Regions from separate parts of the Mus musculus genome. Here region 2 is linked to region 1. A link is a contact called in public promoter capture Hi-C data. All regions are on one chromosome and are shown on one strand. The core of a region is the stretch at or near the end of the contact, and the rest is flanking DNA. Distances in the headings are between cores, read along the strand shown. Region 1 has its middle 17 kb from the start of Grhl2. Region 2 holds the start of Odf1 (outer dense fiber of sperm tails 1).

Region 1 (2,700 bases), core at 133-2,632:
TGATCTCTGGGGCAGAGCCTGGATGCCTTCTTTTTCTTCCCCTCCCCCTCCCTCACCCCCTCCCCCTCTTCCTCTCCCCCATCCCCCTCCTCCTTCTTCTCTAAATTTACCACCTGACAAAAACAGTGCAGTGAAGGCTGAAATCCACTAGCTTGGTTCATATGCTGGTACAACATGGTCAAGCCAGCACCTGACAGGAGCCAACCCTACACTAGTGACTGTGGACTGGAAGAGTTTCTCATCTCACTGGCAGTTAGAATAGCAGATGGTGGTGTGCCCTCCCTGTGGATAAGAAGCAGCTAGCTCTGAGCATTCAGTTTAAGAAGATACTGGAAGTCAAGGAAGCCAGAGCCTTGAGAGGAGCTTGAGTTGTATCTGTCCAATTAGGACAGTCATTTCAGACCTTGCGATGCCCTGGATGATTTCTGCTGTCTTCCCTCTCATCTAAGTCAGGATGGTTGGCTGTAAAACCATCAAGTGTGCACACTCCATCAAGAGAGGGGACCAGCCCCCTGCCCTCTGGCAAGCATGGTGGCATCCCAGAGAAGGAATGGATGTGGGGGAGAGAGACTTGTCTCCCACTCTGGTCCTGGAACCCCTCACACATTAAGTAAACAAACAGCCATTCGAGTCTCTTTGGAGCTCTGGAGGAAAGATGAGAGTCAGCGTTGTGGTGGCTTTAGAACAGAGAATCACAGAGAACTGCATTTTGTCTGTTGCCTTTACTTAAAACTGCATTTGAATAAGTCAGTTTGAGCGATCAAAAACAATGTGGATCGTGGGGAAGGGAGATGTTTGTTTGCTGTACAAACATGGGGTTAGAGCATCTTCGTGGTCTGAGGCACAGGACTAAAAGACAGAAAGATATGTGAGCTAAGGAATCCCACAGCCTGTGAGTCACGGAATCTGCCCCAAGAAGCCGCAATGAGCAGTGACTGAAAGCTTCAACGTCAGACCGTGAGGACAATCAGAAACACAGCTGGGACGGTTCCTGTATTTGTAAATAAAGAACAACTGAGTTGACTGTCCCTGGGAGCTCTATGGAACCCTGGGCGGTGGTGCCCTTGGCGGCGTGCGTGACCTTGCCTTTACGTATGCTTTATGTACTGACACGAAGGGAGATCTCCTTTGCATGCAGCAAGACCTAGGTGCAGAGCCCCCCACCCTCGTTCTATTAACCTTTTGGTCCTTGGAGAAGGAGACGTCTGCTAATGACAAAGGGAGTAAGCAGCAAGGGGCGGTGGTCTTTCCACCCCAAGACCCCTTTGTGCCCAGCATGGGCTGGAGTCAGGGAGGAGGCAGGCTCGCTTCAGGCCGACGGCCCCTGCAGGGGGCAGTTCAGAGAGGTAGAGAACTGAGAGCGATCTAAGCAGAGACAGTGGCCCAGGCTTCTTAACCTTACTCTGGGTTTGCTTAGCGCCTGACAAAGACGTGCATTGTGAAGAATGGGGCTGAATCTTTCTTCTATGCTTTTAAGCAAAGCGGCGCTGCTTTCTCTAGTCTTAGAGGGAGAGGAGAGAACTAAAAAATCTTCTTTTCCATGCACAAGGCTCTTTACAAACACCTTCACTTAAAACCCAGCCATTTTGTGATCTAACCTGGCCATTATTGGTCCCCTTTTATAGCAGTGATCTGAAAGGTGAAGTGACTTTTCTATACATCAAGGCCACAGCGGGGCCACATTTCAAGCCTAAGTGTGCCTGGTTCTAGAACCTTCTCTCTGGGTCTCAGTATATACAACACAGTCTCCCCTGCTCTTTTCTTCTTTTGCCCATTTGAAAGAAGAAAAATATTGTGATGGGGTGGATAGGTCAGCGTTTAAGAGCACGTGCTGATCTTTCAGAGGACGGAGGTTTGGTTTCCAGCACCTCACTTGGGCTGGCTCCAGTCCCAGGACAATCTGATGTCCTTTTCTGACCTCCACGGGTACCAGGTATGCTTATGACACATAAACATACATGAAGCAAGACACCCAACTACATAAAATGAGTAAAGTTGAAGCTGGTAAATAAGTAATTTTAAAATTAAAAAAAAAATGTGTCCGTGTGCACATACAGAGGTCAGGGGACAACTGAGGGAAGTTGGTTCTCTCCTCCCACCTGTAGGGCTGGGCTTCTCTGCTGGTTTCTGTGTAACCTAAGCTGTGATAGCACCTGCCTTTAAACCCAGCACTGGGCAGGCAGATCTCTGTGTTCGAAGCCAGCCTGGGCTACACAGAGAAACCCTGTCTCAAAAAAATAAAGGCATTTTTTAAAGGTGATATATTATTCCTTAGAAAGTTAAAAATCAGACTGGGTTTCACTCCTGAGTTCATATCAGAGGCAACTGACAACAGAGTATGAACGAGGCATCTGTATTTGTGCTCATAGCAACATTATTCACAATCGATTGCATGCAGATAAACAACCCAACTGCCCACCACGGAAACATGAAGGGAGCTTTCATAGGCTGGTGAGAGGGTGACGGTGCTTGCTGCTGAGCCTGACACCCCCAGGGCCCACATGGTTGAAGGAGTGAACTGATTCTACATATTATCTGCTGACCTCCTCCCTGTGTGCTCGGCAGTACCCTCCTCCCAGCAAATAAATGCATGCTTAAAAAAAAAAAAAAAAAAAAAAAAAAAAAGGTTGTCTTAGGGGGAAAAAAACTAAATAAAAGGAAAGAAAGATTCAATCCTCAGGACAAACAAAAGGAGCAAAA
Region 2 (2,723 bases), core at 179-2,678, 1.0 Mb after region 1:
GTGGTGCTGTCTGCCTTTCAACTCAGCACTCGGGAGACAGAGGCAGGCAAATTTCTTTGAGTTCAAAGCTAGCCAGCTGTACACAGTAAGTTCCAGGCCAGCTAGGGCTACCTTGTGAAACCATGTCTCCAAAAACAAGAACAAAAAAAAATTAGGGAAGACCGATGTTTAAGGTGAGAAGTAGGTAGGAGAAATTTATATCTGAAATCACTTTGGCTACCTTGTGGAAAGGACAGAGTGGGTGGAGCTTGAGTGTGGGACAATGAGCCCATTGGTTTCTTTGCTTTTTAAGTTTTGATTTATCTTATGTGTGTGTTGCCTGCATGTATGTATGTGCAAGATGTTCGTGCTTGGGGCCTGTGGTGGTCAAAAGAGGGTATCAGATCCCTGTCCATGGATCTGATGTTACAGTGGAACTGGAGTTACAGTGGCTGTGAACCACCTCATCAGGATTGAGTATCCAGCCCTCCTCTGTAAGAGCACAAAAGCTCTTATCTCTGAACCATCTTGCCAGCTTCCCTTTTATGCTCCCTTGAGCTGTGACCGCCAGCCTGGACCCTCCTTGCCTCTTCACTGGGTCTGGCCCACATTTAACACTTATCAATAGGGGAGGAGGGATAATCGATGATCCTTTATTGAAATGAAAATAAAAGGTCAAACCCCTAACTGTGGCCTTCAAGCCCAGCTCTTAGTTGCCTCTCTGGTGTCGCATCCATTTGTCCTCATGTGTCCTCCCTAGGACTTAGTCTAGGAAGAAGGGACTAGAGGTTTGAGAGATAGAAGCAGATTAAGAAGTACAAGTCAAATCTGAGGTGAGTTTGCAGTCTTAGAGGTTGATCCATGTTAGAGAATGGGGCATGGCTGAAGCAAAAGGTTCCGGAGAGTGGAAGAGGGTCAGGGACCAATGTTTAGGGCCACTCGGGGACACTTGGAGGCTTAGAAACAAGACCTCAGGTCCTTGTTGTGGGGCGATGACTGTAGACAGAAACCCTGAGCAGTAGAAGCCAAGAGCTTCTGGGCTCCAGCTAGTGGAGAACTGATGTTCCTGGCTAGCTAGAACCCTAGCTGGTAGAGGACGGGCAGTTGTCTGTGATGTATGAGACCCTGGGTTTGATCCCTGGCACCAGGAAATAATAATAATAATGGGTGGGACTCAGAGATGTGCGACTGAGAAAGCCAATGACAAAGGCAGACTTGAGACTGACTTGGTGGGAAAGAAGGGCCAACAGCCAAAAAGAATCTTACAACGAGGCTCAGGCCTTTAATGGGGACACAGAGACTAGAGCCAAGTGGCTCCTGCCCTTTCCACAATGACAGCCATGACTGTCTTAACTCCTACAAGTCAAGGACACTAAAGGGAAGCCCTCAAGGTCCACCAGCACCCAGGGTGAGCGAGCTCTTGGTAGGAATACCTTCCTGGGAGAAACCCTGAGGAGGGTCTCAGGGGACCATAACTGTTTGTGGTTGGCATGGTAACCAAGAGACTATGACATACTTAAAGGGTGGGTGAGGTCACAGAACACAAGCTTTAAAGTAAGTGAATCATGTGTGGCTCATTTAATTTTAAAGGAGGCCTCTGAGAAGAGCTTAGAACAATTTTTTCCTCTGAGTGCCATTTCCCAAAGGTACTCACAGAACAATAAGGTGTGACCATAATGGCCGCACTGAGTTGTCTTTTGGACAGTGTTAGGAGGGACATAAAGAAGGTGGACAGAGAATTAAGACAATTGAGATGTATCGACGAAATCAGCTCCCGCTGCCTGTGTGACTTATACATGCACCCGTACTGCTGCTGCGACCTGCATCCCTATCCCTACTGCCTCTGCTACTCCAAGCGATCCCGCTCCTGTGGCCTGTGTGACCTCTACTACCCGTGCTGCCTGTGTGACTACAAGCTGTACTGCCTTCGCCCATCGCTCCGCAGTTTAGAGAGGAAAGCAATCTGCGCCATTGATAAGAAAGAGTGTTGGCCAAGGGAGAGGGTGTGACCTGAGAATCAGTGTAGCTGCCACATCGGTGGGAAGAGGCGGGGACATGGGGAAAGTGACAGATGAATGGATGTGAAAAGGGATCTAGATAGTGACTCAGGGTGACCAGGAGAGGCTTAAGAAGAGAAGGGTAGGTGGGCCAGCAGTGGGAATAGAGAGGTCTAGAGGGGCAGTGTGGTAAATAGGGTAGCCTTAATGAAGGTAAAATAGGGGTGTCATTAAAAAGCTGTTGGAAACAGCAAACTCAACAAATCTGGGAATGACTGAGGTGATCTGAGTGTATTTGGGCTTGCAGAAATGACTGCAGGAGAAGAAAGTCAAAATCAGTCAAATCCTTACTGTGGGCCAGAAGCCTCCACAGCAGAGGCTGAACACTGGAGGCGTTTCCCCAGTGTGTGGGAATCGTTCTCCCACCGAGTCTCAGGCAGAGTTGATCTATAGCTAGGGCTGCTGTGCTGGCCTCCCCTCCAACCTCAGAAGGGATTTGCGACATCACAGGTTGCAGCCAGCATAGTAGATTGGGATCTCAATGGAATTGGATAATATAATTGGGGGGAGGGTAATATTTCTTTAGTTTCTTTTCCTATCCTTTCCTCACTTTAACATATACAGTCTGTATACAGGGGAGAAATGGTGGAAGTGGGCATTGTCCCCTGGTTATATAAATGACTGTACACCCATCCAGTGGATTAAAGAACTGAGTGTAGTAGCCGACTCTGAGGTGGAGGCAGGAGG

Evidence for each region. Promoter capture Hi-C pulls out the DNA fragments that hold promoters and counts their contacts.
Region 2: a promoter capture Hi-C map of embryonic stem cells shows a contact between it and region 1, with 2.9 times the contacts expected there. The contact joins the promoter of Odf1 here to the enhancer-like site in region 1. A contact is called at or near these places in 5 of 39 promoter capture datasets (embryonic stem cells, hippocampal neurons, liver and 1 more).

Annotation. Positions count from the first base shown.
Region 1 is chr15:37,214,694-37,217,393 of GRCm38.p6, forward strand. No RefSeq gene overlaps it. Among named protein-coding and RNA genes, the nearest start is that of Grhl2, 17 kb to the right of the region's middle. Within about 2 kb of position 1,383, at least 19 of the 459 cell types and tissues checked have an H3K27ac peak or open chromatin away from gene starts, as enhancers often do. A contact at or near this core is called in embryonic stem cells, where this site is marked.
Region 2 is chr15:38,217,775-38,220,497 of GRCm38.p6, forward strand. It overlaps Odf1 (outer dense fiber of sperm tails 1), which reads left to right and starts at 1,429. Exons shown (of 2, transcript NM_008757.3): 1 at 1,429-1,933. The coding sequence starts at 1,656.